Linked DNA regions of Mus musculus: all the other regions are linked to region 7. The links are chromatin contacts, called in public Hi-C, HiChIP or PLAC-seq and promoter capture Hi-C maps. All regions are on one chromosome and are shown on one strand. The core of a region is the stretch at or near the end of the contact, and the rest is flanking DNA. Distances in the headings are between cores, read along the strand shown.

Region 1 (3,520 bases), core at 1,005-3,504, 1.4 Mb after region 7:
ACGAATGTGTCCACTTGGTACTGCCTCGACCAGGCGCTGACCGGCTGGTGAGCGGCTCTGGCTTCGTGCTGCAGCCACTGACCCAGCAGGTCATGATAGCAGAGCACACAGGTTGCCACCAGGCCCGTGGAGTCTGCAGGCCTGGCCCGTGGGGCGGGCGGATAGACGGTGAGGAAGGGAAAAAAGGGTTCCTTCTCGCCCAGGTGGCTGGCGGGGTTCATGCTGAGTTGGAACTCCTTGCCCGGCCCCAGCTCAGCCCCGCAGATGTAGCAGACCGCAGGCGGGCCTCCCTGCGCAGAAGCGGGCAGTTCGCTCAGGGTAGGGTCCGAGGCAGAGAAGGCTTGGTGGTACCTGCCCAGGAAGCCTTGCACAGAGCTGATGAGCTCACGGTTGTGCGATGCCCGGTACAGGGCCCAGACGTCCTCCAAGACGCTGAAGCACTTGGGGCAGCTGCGAACCTCGCAGCGCTTGTTGGGGGGCCGAGCGTTGGGTGGGCAGGGCAGGAGGCTAAGGAAGGGGAAGTGCATGGAGCCCCCAGAGTTGCCGTTGACAAGGCGGGAGGGCACAGCCCGGGCATCCCGTGTACAGTCCTCCCCACAGAGGTAGCAGGCTTCCCGCAGTAGCCCCGCGGTGGGGGCGGGAACCTCTTCCCTAGGGAGTCTCCGGGCCTTGGAGGCCATGCCGGGGGCGTGGCTGTTCAGGGGCACCACGTAGAGCCGCTGCAAGACCGGCACGTTGGCTAGCTCAAAGCTCTGCCACTGGTGTGTGAGGGACGAGAAGCAGCAGGGACACACGAGGGTGCTGCCCGCCTCAGTGATGGGCTGGGCGCCGGGCGGGGGGCTATGTAGCCACAGGAAGGGGAAGAAGGGCGCCTGGGCGGGAGTCTCCTGCTTCTGCACGTGGATCTGCTGCTGCGAGGCCGGTGACAGCGCCGAGCCACAGACGTAGCAACAGCGGGCCTGGCTGTCCGCGGGTATCCGGGGAGGCCGCTCCAGCCCTTCGTCCCCGAGGCTCCCGGCGACGTCGTTGCCCTCGGGGGTGCTACTGCGCTCTGGGGGCGCCGCGGGCCGGCTGGAGGCGGCGCCGTCCGTGCCGTCGGGCGCAGCGGGGCCGGGCCAGGGTTCCTGGATGCCCCTCAGCACGCTGGCTCGCGGCTCCGGAGCCCAGTGCGCCCCTGGCCCCGTGCGCCGGCGCCGGGCTCCGGACTTGCTGGAGTCGTGCGCATCCTCGGGCTCAGGCTCCGGCTCCGGCTCGGGCTCGGGCTCGGGCTCGGGCTCCGGTTCGGGCAGCGCGTCGGCGTCCGACAGCTCCGACAGCTCCGAGTCGCGCGCGTCCTCGGTGTTCCACTCGCGGGCCCCGCGCCGGCCAGCCGCGCTCGCGTCGCACTGATGCGGCCTCTTGAGCCAGTACACGCGCTTGTCCACGGGCGTGCGCGCGCGCTCGAAGGCGGCCCACTGCTCGGCCAGGAAGCAGCGGCACACGGCGCACACCAGCACGCAGCCATCGGTCGCGCTCAGCCCGCGCGCGCCGGGCGCCGGCTCCTGCTGCTGCAGGAACGGGAAGAAGGGCTGCGCGGGGCCCGCCGGCCTCACCGGCAGCTTCAGCTCCTTGCCGCGCGCGATGCCGCCGCCGCAGATGAAGCACGACAGGGCCGCGCCCGCCGCTGCCATGAGCCGCTGCTTACGGGAGAGCGGCGCCGCCCGGCCGCTCATGGCCCGGCCGCCGCGTCCGCCTCCGCGCGCCCCGCGGCTGCCGCTGCTCGGGCCGCGCGCACCGAGGCCCCGCGCCCAACTCGCAAAGTTTGGCGCGCGGCGGCGCGCACGCGGCCCGGGGCGCACCGAGGGTCTCCGCGGCGGTGCCCGGGGCTGCCGAGTCCCGGCGGGTGGCGGCGCGGGCCCAGGCGGCGCCGGAGAGCGCGCCCGGAACGCGGCGGTGGCGACGGTGGCGACGGGCCCCGGGCGGCTGCGGCGGCCGCATGTGCGAGCTCCGGCGCCGGCCCGAGCGTCGGGTCATTTAATTGGGGAGGAGGGAGGCGGGGCGGCGCGGGGCGGAGGGCGCGGGAGGGAGGCGGAGGCGGAGAAGCCTTCCCTCGCGCCGCCCTGCTGCCCGCCTCTTCCCAGGCTCCTCCTCCCCTGACTCGGACTCCTCCTTCTCCTAATCCTCCTCTCCCTCCTCTCCTCCCCTACCTCCTCCTCCTCCTTCTAATCCTCCTCCTCTTCTTACCTCTCTCCGCCCCTCCTCCTCTGACTCATCCTCTCCTCTCGATTCCTCCTCCCCTGACCTCTTCTCTTCCCCAACCCCCTCCTCCACCCCCTCCTCCTCTCTCCCCACCCTCTCCTACCCCCTCACCCCCCTGTGTCCCAAACTATGGCACAATAGGCCCCAGCTCCTCTGTCTATTCTGTGTCCAGCAGGAGCCCGCGGTGATTCATTGCTCCAATTAGGGGCTCTGCAGCCCGTGGCTCGGGCTGTCTGAAGGGTCTCCTTTGGGACCCACGAAACCCATCAGCCGCTGCCGCTGATCTTTAAGAAAAGGTCAAGCCGGACGCGCTAGTGCCAGGTGAGGACGATGGGTGTCTAGGGAGGCTTGGGAAGGGTAACCCCCCTCCAAGATCTGGGGAGGTCCTGGCCCTTCAGCAGCCCAGGGTTGGGGGTCACCTTTCTAAGCCCAGTGCCCTAGTTTTGAAGACAGAGGAAAGAGGAGTTGTCTCCTGCATCACCCTGGAGACAAAGTCCTCCCAGCCTATCTCCCCTCTCCCCCTCCCTCTGACTGGACAGGGCCCACCAGATCACCCTAGGGGTAGAGGTAAGAAGGGTACTGTGTGTCCTGGGACTAAGGACTCAACCTCTCTGTGCCCTTTTCCTTCTTGTTAAAGTGTTCCTGCTGAGACCACAGATATCCAGGACTTAGTGTATTGTATGCAGATACATTGTAGTTATTTAATGCAGAGACAAACCCTTTGCAGGCCAAGTTCAGAGCTGTTACATGCCTCTTAGTTACTTCCCCACAAGAAGCAAGTGTGGGATGCCCCTCATTTTATGACTCAAGAGGCCAGGCAGGATTCAGACCCAGGCAGCAGGGTTCTGCTAGGAGTATGTGGCCTCCCCAGGCAGACATCTGGCCCCTGTCACCCAGAAGCTGCTGGAGACTGTCCTTGGCGCCTCCTAGGCACACAGGCACACACATGTATGACACACACACACACAGATGGTGCCCTTTGGCTCAGGCTGGGTCACTAAGCAATCGTCTCCCATCTGTAAAAGGAGCCCTCAAAGCTTCAAAACTGTGAGCAGTTACTTTCCAGAAGCTTCCAGCTGTCTACCCTGCCAGCTGGAGATGGTGCCTGAACCCCAAAGGCAGGAGCCCCACCACCACCACTGCCACCACTTGGTGAGCTGACATGTAAATAAGGCTGCTCCCCCCCCCCTCCAAATGAGCAGGAGGAAGGGCCTCTTGGGAATCCCTAACATTCCAGAGCTCCAGAATCAACTGGGGTGGGGTGTCAACATGGCAGAGGATG
Region 2 (3,138 bases), core at 182-2,681, 1.8 Mb after region 7:
AGGAGTAGGCACTAAGGGGAGGAAAGGAGCCTGACACATTTTCATATGTCACAGACTGGTGACCCATGATGCCCTGGAGGACTCAAAGGCTGTCCTGGCTGCCTCAGCCTCACTCCTCCATGATGGCCCTTGTAGCCCAACTTCAGCTCGAGGCTCTGCCCACTGACTGGTCGTTTTCCTAGGGGCTCATAGGAGGGTGGTGGTGGGGGATCAAGTCAATTCAAGGTGTCTTGGTGTTAAGATGGCCGTGGAATGTTGGGAACAAACGCTAGGTGGAGCTTGGCTGAGCGAAAGGCAGATGGCTTCTGGTGGACATGTGACTTCAATCCACTAGGGGGAGCTAGCTGCCCGTTTTCTTTTGCTGTCTCTCTTCTACTCGCCTTTTCAAAACTTCCACTCTCTGTATCCCAGGCTGGCCTGGAACTCACTGTGTAGACCAGGCTGGCCACAAACTTGCAGCAATGCCCCTGTCTAAGCCTCTTGAAGTGCTGAGATTACAGGTGTATGCCACTACACTCAGCCGGGCTGGTGTCACAATAATTAAATAATAATACTAATAATACTAATAATAATGTGTGGTGTTTTGCTTTATGTGCACCGTGTGTGCAATGTCTCTGGAGGCCAGAAGAGGGCGTCGGATCCCCTGGAACTGGAGTTACAAGCAGGCCTGAGCTGAAGTGTGGGTTCACCTGTGTCCTCTGTTAGAGCAGCAAGTGTTCTTAAGGACTCTGCCACCTCTCCGGCCTCTGGTGTCATTTTTCCAGCTACAATTTCAGACAGCAGCTTCTGTTACTTTGGGGGGTTGGGAGGAGTTCCTCTGTGCCACTCGGACGGTGGGGTTTGCAGGCAGCGACAGTGGGTTCGTCTCTGCTGAGAATTCTGGGACCTACCTCTGTTGTGTCTGTCTCCGACACCAGAAAAGGCCCGGTAGGGCTGATAGCAAGCTATCCCACTCCTGGGGACAAGACCGGCCGGCATCTGCTTCTGTGTGTCAAGTGCTCTATTGGCTAACGCAATGGACTTCAGGAGGTAAGGAGGTCAGATTTTCCACCCTAGTTCTGGGGGGCGAGTCCCAGCTCAGGCCTTCTGTTCACAGTGCCCCTGTTCCCAGCCTCCCACATTGCTCCCTTCTATCCGCTCCCTGCATTTAAACCCCCTGATCCGCTTCCAGCCCTTCAGCAGCTTCCTAGCACCTCCTAAAGCCCAAGTTCTCCTTCAGCCTTTGCAGAACCTGAGCAACTGTCAACCATCCCCAAGTGTTCCGCTGTTACAGGCTCAGTTCTTCGATCCCAGGCTCCGCCCACTCCCCGTGAACTACAATCCCATTGGTTAAGATCTGACTCGGGCTCCACCTCTCAGTAGCCCTTTTCCAATTGGTGCTCATGACCGTCCGTCAGCGCCGTTGCTAGGGAAAGGGCTGGGCGACCCGGGCAACCTTGCTGCCCAGGACGTACCGGAAGGAGCTCGGTCCCTGTAGACCAAGGCTGGTGAGCCGGAGGGAGGGAGCCCGGGCGAGGCTGGGCATAGCTCAAGGAAGGAAGGAAGACCTTCGGGGTGGCCTGAGCAGCCCCCAAGGAAGCTACTGTCTCAGGCTACTGTCAGAGAAGCAGAGAGTGCCTGGGATGGGGTGAAGCTGGGCTCTGAAGGGATCCGTGGGCCTGCCTTGTTTTCCGAGACGAACCCAATAGAGTTCCTTCAGAGGCAAGCTCAAAACCAATTTAGGGGGAGGCGAGGAAGGTGCCCTGGCCTGCACTCCTGAGGGGGGCTGGGACAGATGGAGGGCTGCCAGCTGCAGACCCAGTAGGCTCCAGGACTTGGACATGGGCTTGGTGTGGCTGTTCTGATGGGGTGTTGACCCCAGGAACCAGACAGTGTGTCACGATCTCTTGGAGGCCCCATGGGAAATTGTCCGAGGCACACTCCAGCCTGCCACCAGGAGCTTGGGGCTGCAAAGAGCTGGCTCGCCACATTCTTCGTGACACAAGGAGCCCTTTTTATTCTCCAGGGTCCATCTGTGTTTGTCTTTGGTTTCTGGAAAGCAGAACCAGGTGGCGATGTTAAACGATTCACCCAAGCTTATTAAAGCACGGCAAGCTAAACTCCTTTTAAGACCATGGGTTAGTGACTTGGTGATGGGACTTCACTGTTGGGGAGAGGGCCCCCTCCCGAAATGGATCACCTGGTTGGGGGGAGGAGGAAGGACGTGTTTAGCTATTAGGGGCAGTAGAGTGTTGAGGATAGACTGTTGCGGAGACTGGAATGTTCAAGGAAGCTCACTGGTGGGTTCAGGAGACTTGGATCTGGTCGGGCAAAGGCTTCCCCTTGATTGTGCCCAGGTGGGAAAGCCCATTGTTATACAAAAACTGTCTGGAATGGCCACCTGTGTATGGATTGAGACTGTAGAGCTCATAGGCCCTGTGTGGAGAATGGTCAGGGCTGTGGGTGACCTTTAAAGGGTCTCTCCACATCCCCCCCACCCCCCCACCCCCGCTTTCTGATAAGAAAAATGGCTTTGATCCTTGGCAAGTGTCTCTTTTGGGTCACAAGGCTGATACTCACTGCTACAAGTGACCTTACAGTCACTGAAAGATGTCTTCACCTAAGAAAGGTGGACATAGTTGCCAGGGGAAAGCTACCCCATGGACCAAGGTGTCCCCATGGAGGACAGAACCTGCCCCTGACACATGCAAGACCTTTCTCCGGGAAGCTGACAGATTGCTGGCCCCATGACAGAGCTTGCAGCCTAAAGGGAGAGCATGGGCCCCCCCGAGAATCATTCTTGCTGCAGCTGTGTGGAGACAGGCGGCCTTCCAGCTGTAGCGGCTGGGCTGGTACAGGGTGAAGAGCCATATTCTCAAGGTCTCTCCCCAGTCCTCCCTGAGCTGTGGGCTCCAAACCTGCCCTTCCCCTCCCCCTGCCTTCCTCACAGAGCAGCCAAGCTCTGGCTCTGTCCTGGCATCTGGTCCTGTCCTGTACTGCCCCTGGCTTGTTTACCATTCAAGGCTTGGTGTTTAGCATTTACTTTCTCAATCAATCTCTGCCCCCTCCACTGCTGTGGCTTAGTACTAGCAGGCCGTGGGGTATGCAGCTGGCATCACTGTGCAGGGGTGGTTCGTGCATAGTGGGGCAGGTAGTGCT
Region 3 (3,129 bases), core at 312-2,811, 1.5 Mb after region 7:
TTTTTAACATCCTGTTTGTGTTGTCTTGAGGAAAACACACTGTCTCTGGAGGCAATACTGCCTTTATCAATCTTGCTGGTTTCTTAACTCTCAGCGAGCAAGAAAGGTCAGGGTGAGGGCTTTTTTCTGTTCCCAGGGTCCTTGAAGTCCCTGTCTTTCTATTCTGCCTCAATTCCATTCAGGTCCGCCTCAGTGAACTGCTAAGCTCATCGGGGTTACCTACAAGTGCATGGCTATTTAGAGGTGTATGGGTAACTGAGGCATTGCCAACACTGAGAAGTCCACCCTAGCATGGGAAAACATGCTCATGACACAGCCTGCAAGGCTCCAGAAAGTCTCCTCTAACCAGCAACAGTGTACTCCTTACATGATCCACAAGACCTCCCGGGTCTTATGGGTGTCCTGAGCCCCGCTTTCCATCCTGAGGAAATAGCTACCTAGGGCAGGCCAAACAAGAGGCACCTGAAAGGTTGGTACCATAGTGAGTATATGGATGCACAAGACGTAACCACAAAAGGGGCTACAGAGCCTGCGAGTCTGCTTAGAGGTGGTCCTTCCAGAAAACCTAGGTTTGGTTTCTTAGCACCCATAAGCCAACTCAAAACTGCTTACGCCAGTTCCAGGGTATCTAAATGCCCTCCTCGAGCATGCACGTGGTACACAGATATATATATGCGGGCAGAACACCCACAGACATAAGAATTAAAGAAAGAATTAAATAAGATTAAAAAGATGTAACCATAATTTTTCAAACCCAAAAGATGCTTTTTTTTTTTTCAAGATGGCATTACTATATAGTCTAGAGTGGTCTCGAACTCCGAATCCTCCTGCCTCAGCCTCCTGAGTGCTGGGACTTAGGCGTGCACTTCCATGCCTAAACTTAAAAGCTGTAATTTTGGAGCAGTTAATCTAATGCACCCTTATTTCCAAAAATCTGGCTCGAATAGCAGTTTCTGGGCGCGGGGACAGGAAACCCAGCGAAGATGGCGTGCGTACCCCAATGGGCTAGATCCCGGAGCTGTCATTATAGCCCTTTTTAGTATCACAGCACACCTTGCGTTTGCCAGTTTAACTACCAAACACTTCTCTGCCCTGGACAAATTGTGCTAAGTCTGTCAGGGGACTCAAGAGGCAGGGGACGGGTGAAGGTTATAAAAACACTCGTTTCTACCTCCGCAAAACTCTGGCCGGTCATCAGGAAGGGGTCGCAGCGACGCTCCAGCGACCTGGGCATGGAGGTGTGCAAGCCTGGACCCAGGAGTCCCATCTCCGGTCCAGGGCGCTGCCTCGGGCTCCCAAACGCCCTCTGGCTCAGTTGCTTCCACCCCCGCGCCTCTATCCTTCATCTCCGTAGTTCTCCCTCCTCCACCTGGCACCGACATCCTTAAAAAGAGAATCGGAGTCGCCACAAACTTCATCTATGTATGGTGCGGCGGGAAGCCTTATCGAGTGCTCTCGAACGGCAACGCGGCGTGGCCCTCGCGGCGCCCCGTAGGCACTGATTTCTCTTCCGGGCCACCCTTCCCGGGGGATCTCCGTTTAGTAGTCTTGCCGTAGATGCTGCTGCCTCTCCTCCAAGAACCGCCGAGTTCTTGGAAGCCCGGTCTTGGATGAAATCGCCAGAGCCTCCCCGCGATCCGCCTCCCGGAAGCCCCGGGCGGCGCGACCGGAAGGACGCAGGCGCAGCGTCTTGACCTCGGCCTGGTCCAGTTCCGGGGTCGTTCGGCTCGGCTGTGCCAGTTCGGCGTCGGGCTCCCGCTTCTGCTGGGGCTGCTGCCTCTCGCCCACCGGCCCGGCCGGCCCGAGCAGCGCGGAACCGAGCCGGATCCGGGTCCACCCGGCCCGGCCATGAGCGCTGCCGCATGATGCGTCGCCGCCCGCGCCGTTGCAGCCGCCGGCCACCAGGAGCCTCAGCACTGGGCGACCCCGCCCGGGCCTCGGGTGAGTGCGGGGAGAGCGGCGGCCGCGACCCCGGGCGGCTCCCCGCCGCCTCCGCGCTGCGGTCCCCTCGGGGGCTCTCCAGTCTCCTCTGCGGACCCCGCAGGATCGAGCCCCATTTGCACCTGCAGCCTTTTGCCTGACCTTGGGCGCTCCAGAGCTAACGTCAGGGTGGCTGTCATAAAGTGCTGTCACCGGTCTGCGAGCTGTCAAGTTTTTTTATGGTCATGCTTCGTCGCAGGTCTGTCTTCCCAAGGCCTCTGTTGTCTCTCTTTAGCGGGACTCTTCTGTTCTTTGCCGGTCTCCCTTCTCTTCCCCCCTGCCCCTGGCCATGGTGTTAGGAGGGTAGTTACCCGGAAGGGCATCTGGGATAATCGGGTCAGCTTTCAGGGCAATAAGGTTCAACTCTATTGAGCTGTCATTATTTCTAGAACTAAGTCCCTTCTAGCTATTAAATAGGCACATTTTATTAGCTCGTGAACAGCCAGTTTATTGTGGCAATTAAATTGGAGTAGTCATAGTTGCAGCAGTCTGCACTGTAGCGGCTTTCACTGGTGTGTGTGGCGCTGTCCAAATCCAAGCTACAGTCTGCTTTGCAATCAGTCCCCTTAGTGAGGGAGTACACTTGTGTTTATTTTACTGCCTTGGGAGAGAGGTCATTTATATTTCTTGGTAAATCTGCCCAGCACACCACTCTGATCTTTCCAAAGTTGTTTATAACTTTCACTTAATTCATGCTACATTTAGAAACAACAACAAAAAAAGATACCTTGTGATACTTGCCCCTGCAGAAGTGGTTAAAGAGAAAGGTTCTTGGAGGTATTTTACAAAATGGGCTAATGGGAGTGTTAATTTCATTTTTTGAACGTTGCACAAAATAGACAGGTTGGGGGTGTTGAAACTGTGTTGTGTACTCTGTGGAGTTACTGGTAAGGAGTTACTGGCTTCTGGGCTGAGAGTGGGAAAAAGTGAAGAGATAATTTCACTCAGAATTTGTTCAACAGCACTTGACTCTTGAGTGTCTGGGCGCTTGGTCGGTTGATATACTTAAAAATAAAACTCTAAGCTGGATGTAATGGGTGCACACCTTTAATCCCAGCATTTGGGAGGCAGAGACAGGAGGATTTCTGAGTTCAAGGCCAGCCTGTTCTACAGAGTGAGTTCCAGGACAGTGAGGGCAACACAGAGAAA
Region 4 (3,449 bases), core at 494-2,993, 1.7 Mb after region 7:
AATAAAATAAAATAAAAATGCCTAAATAGAACCAGATGTGGTGGTGGTGAATATTCCGAATCGCCAGGGCCTCTGGTGACAGAGGTAGGCAGTTGCCTTAATCGCAAGCCAACCACAGCTGCATAATGAAGACCTGTCTAAAACTTAAAAAAAAAAAAAAACCACTTGTCAAAATATTATTCAACAAATACGAATCGTCTGCCTATTGAAAAAAAAAAAAGCACACCAAATACAAAAGCATTTACAGATGAGGGGAAAGGTCAAACAGGCAAAGTTCAGATTTGATCTATGAAACACCACATACTTAAGAGAACGGAAGTTTCTCCTAGGATCTAACCTTTTATTAAAAACAGTTTCGAGGTTTAAATCCCATATTGCAACAGTTACTAAAACCTTTCAAAAGCACATGGTGGCTCTTGCCTGCAACGCACCAGGCTGAGATAGGGAAAAAAAAAAACTTAAGTTAGAGGCGATCGTGGACCAAGAGAAAGATCAAATAAAAAGACGATCGTTCTTCAAAGGTGGCCTCACCAGACCGACCTCACCTGCCTTGTACATACATCCACCTACCATCCTCAAAAAGGCAATTTTACTTCTTAGTTTCCCGAGAGTCGCAGCCCGGAGAAGCGGCACCACGTGCTGACTTCTCACTCGTCCTAAGTGCATCTTAGGAGAGGGGCTGCAGGAGCAGCTCCGGGCACAGAAAACACAGCAGGCAATCCGGCCTGCCGGGCCCCGACCCAGCCCGGGCTCGGACACCGTGCAAAAGGTGTCAGTCTCGGGCAAACCGGAGTATGCCGCCCCGGCGCTTCCCGGTTTTCTTTGCAATAGAATTCCCGAGGCCAGGGGCCAGGTCCCCGGCGGCGCTGGGCCAGAGCGTCGCCCGGGACTCGGCGGCTGCGGGCCGGGCACGCGGAGGCCTTCCCTGCGGCCTCGGGCGTTCTCGGGGCGGCTCGGACACTCTCGGGGCGGCTCGGGCGCTCTCGGGGAGATTCGGGCGGCCTCCGAAGCCGGGGAAGCGCGGCACTGAGGGGCGCGGCGCGGGCCTAGGCCGGCAGCGTGCCGGCGCCTCCCCCACCGCTCGCCCGCCGCGCACCTCGCGATCGTCGCCCCGAGGCCGTCCCGTGGCCCAGACCTCCCAGCCCAGACACGGCCCGCGCTACCTGTGGGTTGTGGAGGGCCATGGCGGCCCGTCTCAATGAGGTTCGGTGCTGCTCCGGCTTCTCACGCCGCGTCTCCCGTCGCCGCCATCTTCTCGCCGCACAGACACACTCGCAGCGGCCGCCGCGCCTGCGCACTGACTGCGCCGCGGGAGAGCCAGGCGGCGTTCTGCGCCTGCGCGCGACAGGTGGGCGTGCGCCCCGGGCCGGCGACCCTTCTGTCCCCAGCGCGCCGAGGGCGGCTGCTCCAGGCGAGGGCGTGAGGATGGAGCTGGCCAGGCACCCTGGGGCTGCAAGGTGGAGTTCCGGAGTGGTTACTGCGCTGGGTCCGCCTGAGCTCCGCCCTGGGATCTCCGCTGGAGATCTCCAAGGATCCCTTACCCTATGGAGCGCGCTCTTCTGACCGTTCGTTCATTCATTCATTCCTTCACTCTTCATTCTCTTCACTAGCTTGTTTTACCTGGCATTGGGGAAAAAAAGATTTTTTTTTTCTTTGTAAAACATAAAAGTAAACGTTGAAGGAGCTAGTGAGATGACTCAGCGGGTAACGGAGCCCTGCCTCCTGTACCCTTGAGGACCAAATGAGTTCCATTCTCTGGATCCACATGACGCCAGGGGAAAACCAACTACAGACTGTCTTCTGACATACAAAGGGGCACACGCAAAATAAACAATTTTAGAAAGAACTCGTTAATCCAGGAATTGTACTCCTGTGAGCTCAGTATATAGACTGCAGAGGTAGGACGATCATCTATGAATTGCAGACCAGTCTACATAGCAAGTTCCAGGTCACACACAGCTACGTAAGGTAGCTCTGTCTCGGGGTGGGGGGTGGATAGTCATGTTGATGACTTAGCACATTCTGCAAAGGGTAGAGACTCAGTAGGTGTTAGTTATTGCACACACGCAAGTGTATACACACGGGAAAGTTCTTGACTCAGCCATATAGGCAATAATAATAATAAAAACAAACAAAAAACCTTACTAAACCTCCTACTCCCAGCTGTAGACCAGGCCGGCCTTGAGTTCTGAGATCTGCCTATCTCTGCTTCCAGCGTGCAGGGATTAGGGATTAAAGGTGTACACCACTGCCGGGCCAGGAAAGAATTTTATGACAAGCCCCTGTGGGGCAAAGTTGGCAAGTTTATTAAGTAGAGGTGAGAGAGGGTACACGGGTAGGACTGAGTTTAGGATCTAGAGACAAGAAGGAAAAGGATAATGTTCAAGTGTGGGCACAGCTGCTCCAGAGAGTTGCCCTCAGGTGTCTTGGTTTTGTTTTTCTTTGCTGTGCTACACATGTAGCAAAAATTGGCTTCAAACTTTCTTTTCTTTTTTTTTTTTTTTTTTTTTTGGTTTTTCAAGACAGGGTTTCTCTGTGTAGCCCTGGCTGTCCTGGAACTCACTTTGTAGACCAGGCTGGCCTAAAACTAAGAAATGCACCTGCCTCTGCCTCCCAAATGCTGGGATTAAAGGTGGGCACCACCATGCGCACTGGCTTCAAACTTACTTTCTCTCTTTCTCTTCCTTCCTTCCTTCCTTCCTTCCTTCCTTCCTTCCTTCCTTCCTTCCTTCCTTTCTTTCTTTCTTTCTTTCTTTCTTTCTTTCTTTCTTTCTTTCTTTCTTTCTTTCTTTCGTTTTTCAAGACAGGGTTTCCCTGTAAAGCCCCAGCTGTCCTGAAACTCACTTGGCAGACTAGGCTGGTCTCGAACTCAGAAATCTGCCTGCCTCTGCCTCCCAAGGGCTGGGATTAAAGGCGTGCGCCCCATGCACATTGGCTTCAAACTTTCTAGCAGCCAAGGATGAACTGAAACTCCTGTATCTCCCGCCCCTACTTCCCTAGTACAGGGCTACGCTTCATACTCCGAACTCTGGCTCCACAAAGCAAACAAAGCAAAGCAAAGCAAAACTCTACGAGTTGGTTCAATGGTTTCTTTCTCCTGAGAATTTTCTTTTGGCCCTCTTGATTGCACACACCTTTAATCTCAGATGGCTGAAACAGAGGCAGGCAGGTCTCTGATAAAATCCAGACCAGAGACAGGCGTGGTTATGCACGCCTTTAATCCCAGCACTCGGGAGGCAGAGGCAGGCAGATTTCTGAGTTCGAGGCCAGCCTGGTCTACAAAGTGAGGTCCAGGACAGCCAGGGCTACACAGAGAAACCCTGTCTCAAGAAAAAAAAAATCCAGACCAGAATGGCTCAGATATCAAGACTCAAGACTTTTTGTTTCAGAAAATGATAATTTCCTTTGGTAAATAAAACCAAGTCAGGTGGTTTTATCAAGTTGGTTGT
Region 5 (3,505 bases), core at 687-3,186, 1.7 Mb before region 7:
TCACAATATTGCCTAGGCTACCCCAAACTCCTAGGCAGAAATGATCCTCCTGCCTCAGCTTCCAGAGCTGATAGGATTTCTAACTTGTGCTACTGCACTTGTTGAAAATGCAAATTACGAAGCATCAACGAAAAGAAAACCGTTTCCAACGAAAGCTTGAAAACACACAGTAAGTACCAGCGGTGGTGATGGTCAGTTGGTGTGATTTGGGGTAAGCTAGTACTCTTTTTTGTCCTCATAGGCTGGCTGAGCAGATTATCTTTTTCTTTTTCTTTCTTTCTTTTTTTTTGGTTTTTCGAGACAGGGTTTCTCTGGCCACCACGCCCGGCTAGATTTCCTTTTTCATATGGAGGAAAATGGCCCTTTTTTGCCAGGTAGTGGTGGTACGTGTCTTTAATCCCAGCTCTCAGTCAGTAGAGGTAGTGTATCTCTGAGTTCACCAACCTACTCATTCAAAATAACAACAACAACAACAACAACAACAACAGGGTAGCAGGGGAGGAACAGTGTGGGTGGGGAGGGCTTGTGTTGGAGGGGGTCCACCTTGTGGGCAATGATGGAAGTACAGCCATTTTTTTTTGAGATTTACTTATTTATTATATGTAAGTACACTGTAGCTGTCTGAAGACACTCCAGGAGAGGGCATCAGATTTCGTTATGGATGATTGTGAGCCACCATGTGGTTGGTGGGATTTGAACTCATGACCTTCGGAAGAGCAGTCGGTGCTCTTAACCACTGAGCCAGCCTTGAGCCACATCTTCTAATAGGCAGAGCAGCTCTCTGATGCTCCTCTCTGAGGGCACTTCTGATGCTAGAGGCAACGTGGGGCTGCCAGACACATTTGATCCTGAACTGGGACGAGTCCTGGCCATAGTGATGAAATTTTGTAGAAATACATTAAAAAAAAATTGGTTCTCTTCAGTTTTATATCTTTAAGTGTTCTCTTTGATGGGTAAAGTGACTTTTTGGCTCCCAGTGTGACCGTAGCACCTCCAGGTCATGGAGGCAGATAAGCCTGATTCCTGGGAAACTTCGGTCAATCTTTGTCTGCTCTGCTCTGGCTCTGATAATGGCTCCTCCAGCTGCTGACTGATTCCAGGCTGGGTGAATTTTAATCACAACCTGGCTACTATGGCCGGTTCAAGCCTGTCTCTAGTGTCCTGTCTTCCACTAGTGTCTGCGTGTGCACACACCTGGGGTAATGCTGAAAATCAAGGACAGTGGCTGCAGTGCACATAATGCCCTCCTTCAGTTTGCTTGTTTGTTTGTTAGAGTCGGGGTTTCTCTGTGTAGCCCTGGCTGTCCTGGAACTCGCTCGGTAGATCAGGCTGGCCTCCAACTCACCGAGATCCACCTGCCTCTGCCTTCGGAATGCTGAGATTACAGCACCGCCCCGCACGTAAGGTGGATTTAAAAAAGGAAGAAACAAGAATGACAGCGTTTTTGTGGCTGTTTTTCCTTCCTAAGTACTTTGAGCGCTTAGCGGGGAGTGATAGCAACTCTAATTTCAACCCTTGAAAGTCACACCCCAGCACCAGAACTCCTTTGGTCAATTTTCCCTCAGAGTCAAATAAGCACAGCAGAGTACTCGGATCGATCCTGTGTAGTTTTGAACAAAGCAGGTAAAAGTGCTTTTTTTTTTTACCGAAAACCTGGGTCCAGTTTGTCACGTGATCTCCCCAGGCCAAGCTCTGGGCCATTAGCAATTCTGCGCCACTTTCCCTCTAAGTTGTCAGGCGCAGGTGTATTGCACCAAGGCTGCCACCATACTGCCTTCTCTGCCACCCGAACGCAGCCAGACTCCGGGACAAGTACTACAACCAAGAGGAAGAGGGCCACAGAGCAAGGGTCCGCCCTCGGGGGTGTGGTCAAGCATGCTCCTAGCCAATGAGCGCCAGCGCCTGGCCGCGGCCAATCGGAAGGCAGCGCGGGCTGCAGAGCCGGTGTTCCAGACGCTATGCCGGGCTCGCCGGCTAGGGGTGCTGCCATGGGTGGTGGGCCCCGGGGCCTCCGAAAAACTTGGACCGAGCTGCTGGGTAGGTCTTGCCATTTCTGCCTTCTGACCCCCAACCAGCGCCAGTGCGGTCCCTCCATTCTTCGGGGTCCGGGTTCAGATCCCAGCGTGGCTCAGCCCTGCCCGCGAGTCAGCCGTCCTGGGCCGCGCTGGTCCTCTTAGGGCCATGGGCCCCAGGCTTCCTGGTCCTGCCGCTTGCTGCAAGCGCTAGGTGACTGTCCAGACTTGGACAGCTTCTCTCTGGACCTCCGCGCAGCGTGTCACCCTGTGTACGTTGCACTATAATTTTCTGAGCAATTTTTTTTTCTTTTTAAAATATCTTTAGCGGGCAGAGTCAAAAAGCAAAAATATGATCCTGAAAGGGAACAGAAATTAAAGGATTCTGCTCTGAAACTCCTGAGATACCATCAAAATATGCATGACCTTTTGCTAGAGGTAAGAGGAAGTTGTCCTGGCTGAGCAGGTTGGATGTTCGGAGCCAAGCCAGATCATAATCTTTTTAATGTCCTTCTAAGCCTGAGTACTTGGCGAGTAACTGGTGCCGGCAAACCAGGTGGGAGGAGAGCTGAGTGTATTTTATATTTTATGTCTTTGGAGATGAAAGTAGTTGGGTAGTACATTTAATAATTCATGAAAGGCTTTAATAAATTCCTTCTGGGAAAAGTACTCGAGGGGCTGGAGGGTTGATTCCTGTACAATCTGGTTTTTGTTTGTTTGTTTGTTTTTCTCTGTGTAATCCTGGCTGTCCTGGAACTCACTCTGTAGACCAGGCTGGCCTCGAACTCAGAGATCCGCCTGCCTCTCTCTCCCAAGTGCTGGGATTAAAGGCGTGCACCACCACACCCAGCAAGATGGAGTACAAGTTGTAAGCTGAAAGAAGCATCCCGAGTTGCTTTTGGTCATGGTGTTTTTATTACAGCAATAGAAATTCTGGGGGCTGGAGAGATGGCTCAGCGGTGTTCCAGAGAAACACCCAGGGGAAGAGAGCAGTGTTTGTAACCTGTGTGGGTGTGGGGTGGAGGAATTCACTGCTGACAAAGGGATGCTTTTTGTCCCAGAAGCCGACTTTACCGTTTGTTGACATGCGCTGCACCCAAATTGGATGGACAGCCCTCTCTTGGAGACACTTTGACTGAAACATTCACTGCAGACACTGGAATTGTTCTAAATATTAAGATAAACATTGTTTCTTTGCAGCAAACACAGACTGTGACAGAAAACGCATATATAGAAACATGAGGGTGATTGAAATCTTTCATAATCCACCAAAGAGAACCAATTAGGCCTTTGCTGCTCTAATTCCATGTTGTCATTTTGAAACACAGTTCAGAATGGCATACAGACAATTTAATTCTCACTTTTAAATATGACAATTAAGCACAGGCATTTTCACATGGTTTAAAATGCTCCTAAACAATAGGGCTGGCATTGTAGCATCCCGTTTACTTCTGGACTTGGTTTTACTAAACCATTGCAGCATCAGCACACCA
Region 6 (3,231 bases), core at 229-2,728, 1.7 Mb after region 7:
CATGTGTGTGTATGTGTGCATGTATAAAAGAGTGTGGTTATATGTGTGTATTAAAGATTGTAGTGTGTGTGTATGCATGTGTGTGTGTGTGTGTGTGTGTGTGTGTGTGTGCGTGTGCAGATGCCTACAGAGGTTAGAGGAGGACATCAGATTCCCCTGGAGCTGTAATTACAGACATGGGTACTGAGAAAGAATCTAAAGTCCTCTAGCAGAGGATAAACCATCTCTCCTAATCTGAGACAGGGTCTTATTTTGTAGCCCAGGCAGGCCTGGAAACCAGTATGCAGCCCAGCCTGGTTGTCAATGTATAACCCTTCTTTTTTAACCTCTTGAGTTCTGAGCTGCCTGGTGAGGTACTGTGTCAAGACTTTTTCTTTTTTTTTTTTAAGGTGAGGTACTGAGAGAGAGAACCTGGGACCTCACAGATGCTGGCTCTTTGGGCCACACCTTCAGGCCTAAGGGTTTTCCTATCCCTTATACATGTTCCAGATCTTTTCAGTTTCTGTCTATGATCCGTTTTAGTCAATAGCAAACCAACAGTGACCTCTTTTGATGCCCGCCCTGGTTTCTGTACATCATTTCAGTTAAGGCTGAAGGCACCTGCTGAGGCTCCCTGAGGCTCGTCTTACCACGGGGAGAGAGCAGTCCTCTTGATAAGGTTTCAGAGCTTGCCCTATGGCTCGGGGCTGAGAATTACAAGCAGTTCTAGAGCTGGGCCTCCAGGGCCAGCCTTTCACCTGCCGGTAGGACAGATGGTAGAGGAGTAGTGAATGAATGACCCAGTAAGGGGGTTAAGGATGCCGCCCCATCCCGCCCCAGCACCCCACGTGACTGCAGATAGCCAGGCTACAAAGTCAACAGTGATTCTCTTTCCAAATGAAATGCTTCCTTCTTTCCACTTCTTCCCTTTCCAAATCCAAAGAGCAAACAAACACTGGGTTAGGGGCGCCAGCCTTGGCCAGCCTGGCTCATCTGAGTGCTGACTTAAGTTATTCTTCTGAAGGAGGGGGAGGGGTGGAGAGCTCTGCAGCCCAGCTCACTGGTAGAGGGAACGAGGGAGGAAGAGAGAATAAGAAGATTCGAGGGAAGATGCAGAGGAGAAGGAGGAAGGAGGCCTTAGGGAGGAGGGAAAAGGGGCTTGGGGTGGGATAAATAGGAGAGATGAGAAGGCGAACAAGGTAGAGGCTGAAAGAAGAGGAGAACAACGGCGTAAGGGAAGGAGAGGAATGGAGGGAAGGAGAGAGGGAAGGAGGAAGGAGAGCGAGATCGGAGAACACAGAAGGTGGTGGAAGAAGCGAGGGGCTGGGGCCCACGGAGTGGGGAGGGAAGAAGGCGGAGGAAGGGAAGACGAGGAGGAAGGGCCCCCCTCCAGCCCTCCGCGGAGTTGCGCAATCCGCACAGACTGGGATTGGCCGCCGGATGTGCGAGACGCCCCGCCCCCGCCTCGCCTGACCAATGGGAGCGAAGGGGCGTGGCTTTCACGGGAGTGGAGTCCCCGCGCGCGCTCTGGCTCTGCAGTAACCGCGGGCCTCTCTCCGAGGACCTTAGCTTGCTGTTGCGAGCGGCCACCTCCCCTGCCCACTCTCGGAGCCCGCTCGACTCTCGTAGCGGATCAGGGACGCGTTCACTGGTTCCGGCAGTGTCCTCGCGGCGGCCATGGCCACGAAGATCGACAAGGAGGCGTGTCGCGCGGCGTACAACTTAGTGCGGGACGACGGCTCGGCGGTCATCTGGTGAGCAACGCCGCGGGGCCGGGGAAGCCAGTAGTGACCTGCTTCGTGCCGCTCGCCGCCGCCGCTCACCTATGTTTCTTTTCTTCCTCCAACCCAAAGGGTGACTTTCAGATACGACGGCGCCACCATTGTCCCCGGCGATCAGGGAGCAGATTACCAGCACTTCATCCAGCAGTGCACAGGTAGGGCGACCCTCATGAGACCTTTTGAAAGAGGGTGGGCACCCTGGGCAGCGAGCTGCTGGGCGTCCAAGCAGCAGCAGATCTGGGCTGGGGCTTTGTTTGTTTGTTTGTTTTGGTTTTGTCTTTGTGTTTTTGGAGATAGGGGCTCACTATATATCCAGGGTGACCTCCAACTGGCCATCCTCTTGCCCCAAGCGTCTAGTACTGGTAGGGTGGGTGTGCACAGCCATGCAAAGCTCTGATCTGAGCTTTCCAAAGTCCCGAGTGTATCCCTCCCCCACCCTGCCCCCAACCCCTGTGGACATCACCATCAAGTGACCCGAGGAGATTCCTCCCCCGGTAGTGTCAGTCGGCTTCTTCCGCTCCCGCACCCTGTGGTCCACTGGGTTTCCAGGTCAGAAGGGGCAGTTCAAACTCCACCCTCTCTGATTGGTCAGTGAACAATAAACGCCGAAGCCCCTGGGGGCTGCAAGCTAAAGGCAGAACCCAGGGCCCCACCCTCCTTTCTCCCTTCCATCTTTGTCCCTATCTGCTTCTGTACAAGCCTTTAATTTGAAGAGTACAGAAACACGCACCAAGAATGTGTATCCGATGTTGCTATACCAGGCCTGGATAAAGAGAAGCTGACTTGCGAGGTCCCAGCGGCCAGTTTCCTTTGGAGCGAATGGCCACTGGCTGGGGTGGGGCATGGAGAGCTGAGATTGCTCCATGGTTTGGTGTGGAGGAATCAAGCAGATGTGTGACCTTACTAAAAGCATCCCAGGGAACCCTAAGGTTTGTGTGTGTTAAGCTTCCCTGGGACATGTGGACCATGAAAGAACACAGGGCCTGAATGGCCACAGCTCCCGTAGAACAGCTCAACACCATTGGTAAAGAGATCTCTAAAGGAGCTGGTGTGCAGAGCAGCTCAGCATATTCTGGAAACAGAGGCAGGGGGATGGAGAATTGGAGGCCAGCCTAGGCTGGGCATCCCCCGTGCCTTCCGGAAAAAGAGCCTTTAAAGAGATTGGAAGTAAGAGACCCCGGGGCCTAGTGTCTCCTTAGCTTTGGAACCTAATGTCAAACAAAAGCAGGCCACCTAGGAGCTAGGGTGTGGACTCCTGGGAATGGCTGTGGGTTAGAATCCCTCTTGGGCTGCTTTCCAGCTGAGTGGGGTGGGGCCAGGTCCCTGGGGGTAGGGGTGGGGGTCACAGTTCCTCACCTGATCTCTTGTAGTGCTGCTGTGAGATTGACTGATCCCAAGTGTGTGTAAGTGTTCAGGACAGTGCTGGTCAGTCATTGGTGACAAGCAGACCAAAAAAAAATTTAAAAGCCAG
Region 7 (3,387 bases), core at 183-2,682:
AAGGCGTGGATCACCACCCCTGGCAGCAGCAATGCCTTCACAGGGATGGGAATTCTCCCCGGGGCTATTTATTTAGGCTGAGCAAACAAGCTTTCCTGCGGATACACACCCAGTAACCTGGAGTTTAGGACCGTTTTGGGGGTGGGGAAGCAAACACTGGATCACCCCAGAAAAACTCAGTGGAACCACTTGAGAAGCCTGAAATCACGTGATCAGTTCTAAACTTGGGAAATTGGGCGCGTCCTTCTAAGAATCTGCAAGCCTACACGGGCCTCCTGGCTGCCAGTCTCCTTCCTTACAGCACTGGGGATGATCGCTGCTTACTGGAAGTGTAAGAATTTATAACAGAAAGCTAATGGGACTCTGCCACTAGGCGGACCCTGAGCTTCACCGCCCTAAGCCCCACCCAGGTGCTTCAGCTACAAAGGGTCGGTTTGGGGTGAGCCCTACCTAAATCCATCCACCTTGTAAACATTCCCGCAGTCTGGATAGTGGAAACTCTAGAGCTCCAACCTAAATCCCTCCAAACTCACTGGAAAGGAGCAAGACCGGTCCTGGCCTCCTCAAAGGGGCCGCTTTGAACATCTGTGTGGGGAACCTCTCAACTGTCAGTGCCCACCAGTTTAGGTCCAATAAAGTCAAAAAGCAAAGGAAAGCCGCAGCAATCGGATGCCCGCGCTTTCTTCAGAATAGCTGGGTTAGGGAGAGAGGGAAGGCAATCTAGAGAAAAACAATCGCAAGCCAGATGGAGCTTCGGAGAGATTACCCCCGGCCACTCTGGGGACCCGCGTCAGAGCTAATGTTTGTGCACGGCTCATTTTCCCCAACCCACACTCCTTTCTTGAGGGCTGTTCCAGAATAACTTAAGATCAGTACAAGCAAACAAAACAAAACAGCTGTTAAGTTTCCGTTATGAGACAAAGGCCACCCCCCCCTCCACACACACACATATGCCCAAGACGACTTCGGGTGCAAAGGCGGCTGGGTGCTGCTCCGAGGCTTGCGGGGCGCCCGGACCTGGGGCCCACGAAGGACACAGCCAAGCGCGCAGAGCCTGCGGTACCCTACGCCACCGGGGTCGGGCCTCCAGTCCCGCAGGGGACGCCGAGCCCATCGGCGACCGACGGCCAAGGCGACGCTGAGCACCCGAGCTACCCCGGAGACCGAACCCCCCCGAGACCAATATCCCACTGGCTGCGTCGCTCCGGGCCCCGCCGGGTCTCGGCCCCGCAAGACACCACCGGCGTCCGGGCATTCAGCGCTCCCGGCACCCGGATCTCCCATCCCCGGGCCCGCGGGGCTCACCAAAGCTCCGGCGCTGCTTGAAGGTCTTCTCGGACGGCATGGCGCGCGGGGGTCCCGAGCCAGACGATCTGACTCCGGCGACGATCACTTCCCTTGTGTGTGTCTCAGTCCGCAGCCGAGTCAGGTGACTCGCGGCGCGTCACCGAGGGTGGGGCCGAGGGCGGCCCCCGAGAGCGGCCATGACAGGCGTGGCGGAAGCTCGGCGGCGCGCAAGCGTGCACGCGCCCAAGCCATGCGCCTGCGCCTACGCCAGCTACGCTGGGCGCTCGCTGGGCACACGCTGGGCGAGCATCTGTTAACTGTCTGCGTGGGTCGGGCGCTGGTGCGATGGAGTCCTGCAGACTTCATTCCCCTTCAGTCCTTGCATGATCCAGCTGGTGGTCCAATGTCCGCTCCCTTGCCGCTGTATTTGATATTCCTAAATTCTACCCACCCCCAACCCAAATAACAAAAAACTGACTTGTGGTCTTGCCTGCTAAATCTTTACGATTATGGAGACGTCTGGAGACTTATGGTTGGATCTGATCTTGTGGCTCTTCCCCTGCGAGTCTTGTGCTGCCATAAACACAAGTATTTACTCCTAAGTCGAAGTCGCAGAGAAGCAAGGTCTTAGGGACTACAGACTTGTCACTGGAGGGCAAGATCAATGACTTGTTCCAGCAAAAAGAAAGACGATGACAACACCTGCTGTGCAACCTGTCCACTCTCTCTTCCCATAAAAGCCCTTTTATGTGTCTGAGCTTGCTGAGCATGGAATTTGAGGGGCATGGCTCACCTATCTTTCCAGGGTGCTAGCCCATGTGTGCCCTCATTTCCTTACTACCACCTATCACGTTTTTTGTTTTTTTAGATTTTTTTGGTTGGTGAGCAATCAGACTGTGTCCAGGAACTGCAGCAGAGGCCTGATCCCGACAGGATCCACCTTGGAAAGCCACAGAGCACAGTTCTGTCCCAAGAGCTTTATCTCAGCTGTCCCTTCTCAGACAGATCCTTCTACCTCAGGTGACCCCAGGGTGGCTTTATCACAGGCATGTCCTCACTTTGACTCCTGCTGAGCCTGGGCCTGATTACAGGCTAGGACAGGTTTCAGTCTCCTCAGGCCAGGCCAATGGTCAGTCAGCCACGGTTTAGCACTTTCTCTGGGCCTCAAGCTACTTCCTATCTTCAGTTTGTAGGAGCAGGTGACAGACAGGTCTAGAGTGTGGAGCAGCCACCTCACCCCCATCCCACCCCCAGTGATGCCACATCTGAGCCAGCCTTGTGACCCTGCAGACCTACCACCTGACACTGTACTATCCCTACAGCCCAGACTTCCTCCTTTAAATGGAAATAACCTTCTTCAAGTGCTGTTTGTCCAAGGGATCTTCTACATCTCTGTGACCGGGAAAAGCTGAAAACACATTATGGAGTGAAATCCTGAGGGCTGGTTACTTTCCTTTGTTTGCTTGCTTTGCATTGTTAATTGCCCGAACTTTGTTGTTTTGTATGAAGCTTCTGGTCTGAGGTGCAAGAGACCAGGCTAAAAGTCAAAATGGAAGCCAGATCTGGTGTCCCAAGGCATGTCATCCTAGCACACTGGAGACTGAAGCAGGCTTATCAGAAGTTCAAGGCCAAGTGGGACTCGGTGCCTAGGCCTTTATCTCAGTGTCCAGAAGGGAGATGCAGTCTGGTTTCTGTGAGTCTGAAATAGCCTGTTCTACACAACAAATTCCTACATTGTGAGAACCTGTCTCACAAGGAGAAGAAGGGTGGCACGCATGGGACTGGTGAGATGGTCCGGTGGTTAAGAACACTGGCTGCCAGAGAAACCCTGTCTTGAAAAACCAAAAAAAAAAAAAAAAAAACAAAACAAAAAAACCAACCACCACTGGCTGCTCTAGTTGAGGACCTGGATTTGGTTCTCAGACCCACATGGCAGCTCAGCTGTAACTCCCACTCTGGGGGATCTAACATCCTCTTCTGGTCTCCTCAGGCAAGGGCACACACATGGTACATATGTAAACATACAGGCAAACACTCATACACATGAAGTCTTGAAGTAAAAACCTTTAAAAAAGCTGAGCGTGGTGGTGCACGACTTTA

What was found. Promoter capture Hi-C pulls out the DNA fragments that hold promoters and counts their contacts. Hi-C and Micro-C count contacts between places; a contact is called where the count stands out from the background. HiChIP or PLAC-seq counts read pairs in DNA pulled down with a chosen protein or histone mark. Capture Hi-C pulls out chosen DNA fragments and counts their contacts.
Region 1: a promoter capture Hi-C map of pre-B cells shows a contact between it and region 7, with 4 times the contacts expected there. The contact joins the promoter of A330074K22Rik here to the promoter of Map1lc3b in region 7. A contact is called at or near these places in 4 of 39 promoter capture datasets (hippocampal neurons, liver, pre-B cells and 1 more) and 2 of 115 datasets of contacts at active chromatin or transcription factors (embryonic stem cells and pancreatic cancer cells).
Region 2: a contact with region 7 is called in a promoter capture Hi-C map of adipose tissue, with 3 times the contacts expected there. The contact joins the promoter of Meak7 here to the promoter of Map1lc3b in region 7. A contact is called at or near these places in 1 of 39 promoter capture datasets (pre-B cells), 1 of 484 Hi-C or Micro-C datasets (CD8 T cells) and 1 of 9 other capture datasets (adipose tissue).
Region 3: a contact with region 7 is called in a promoter capture Hi-C map of pre-B cells, with 3 times the contacts expected there. The contact joins the promoter of Zdhhc7 here to the promoter of Map1lc3b in region 7. A contact is called at or near these places in 3 of 39 promoter capture datasets (hippocampal neurons, liver and pre-B cells), 5 of 484 Hi-C or Micro-C datasets (CD4 T cells, CD8 T cells and regulatory T cells), 3 of 115 datasets of contacts at active chromatin or transcription factors (extraembryonic endoderm stem cells, large pre-B cells and pancreatic cancer cells) and 2 of 9 other capture datasets (adipose tissue and liver).
Region 4: a contact with region 7 is called in a FOXA1 HiChIP or PLAC-seq map of pancreatic cancer cells. The contact joins the promoter of Usp10 here to the promoter of Map1lc3b in region 7. A contact is called at or near these places in 2 of 39 promoter capture datasets (liver and pre-B cells) and 1 of 115 datasets of contacts at active chromatin or transcription factors (pancreatic cancer cells).
Region 5: a contact with region 7 is called in a Hi-C map of B cells, with 7 read pairs. The contact joins the promoter of Fanca here to the promoter of Map1lc3b in region 7. A contact is called at or near these places in 2 of 39 promoter capture datasets (embryonic stem cells and pre-B cells) and 1 of 484 Hi-C or Micro-C datasets (B cells).
Region 6: a contact with region 7 is called in an HNF4G HiChIP or PLAC-seq map of pancreatic cancer cells. The contact joins the promoter of Cotl1 here to the promoter of Map1lc3b in region 7. A contact is called at or near these places in 1 of 39 promoter capture datasets (stem cell-derived epiblast-like cells) and 1 of 115 datasets of contacts at active chromatin or transcription factors (pancreatic cancer cells).

What each region holds. Positions count from the first base shown.
Region 1 is chr8:120,226,964-120,230,483 of GRCm38.p6, reverse strand. It overlaps A330074K22Rik (RIKEN cDNA A330074K22 gene), which reads left to right and starts at 2,254. Exons shown (of 3, transcript NR_110496.1): 1 at 2,254-2,559. It also overlaps a transcript of Gse1 not described here.
Region 2 is chr8:119,776,709-119,779,846 of GRCm38.p6, reverse strand. It overlaps Meak7 (MTOR associated protein, eak-7 homolog), which reads left to right and starts at 1,431. Exons shown (of 8, transcript NM_028883.2): 1 at 1,431-1,487.
Region 3 is chr8:120,099,904-120,103,032 of GRCm38.p6, reverse strand. It overlaps Zdhhc7 (zinc finger, DHHC domain containing 7), which reads left to right and starts at 1,561. Exons shown (of 8, transcript NM_133967.3): 1 at 1,561-1,941.
Region 4 is chr8:119,908,654-119,912,102 of GRCm38.p6, reverse strand. Usp10 (ubiquitin specific peptidase 10) reads right to left here and starts at 1,743. Exons shown (of 14, transcript NM_009462.2): 1 at 1,164-1,743. The coding sequence starts at 1,184.
Region 5 is chr8:123,317,007-123,320,511 of GRCm38.p6, reverse strand. Fanca (Fanconi anemia, complementation group A) reads left to right here and starts at 1,936. Exons shown (of 43, transcript NM_016925.3): 1 at 1,936-2,037; 2 at 2,341-2,450. The coding sequence starts at 1,959.
Region 6 is chr8:119,838,826-119,842,056 of GRCm38.p6, reverse strand. Cotl1 (coactosin-like 1 (Dictyostelium)) reads left to right here and starts at 1,478. Exons shown (of 4, transcript NM_028071.3): 1 at 1,478-1,733; 2 at 1,833-1,915. The coding sequence starts at 1,657.
Region 7 is chr8:121,588,483-121,591,869 of GRCm38.p6, reverse strand. Map1lc3b (microtubule-associated protein 1 light chain 3 beta) reads right to left here and starts at 1,432. Exons shown (of 4, transcript NM_026160.5): 1 at 1,306-1,432. The coding sequence starts at 1,345.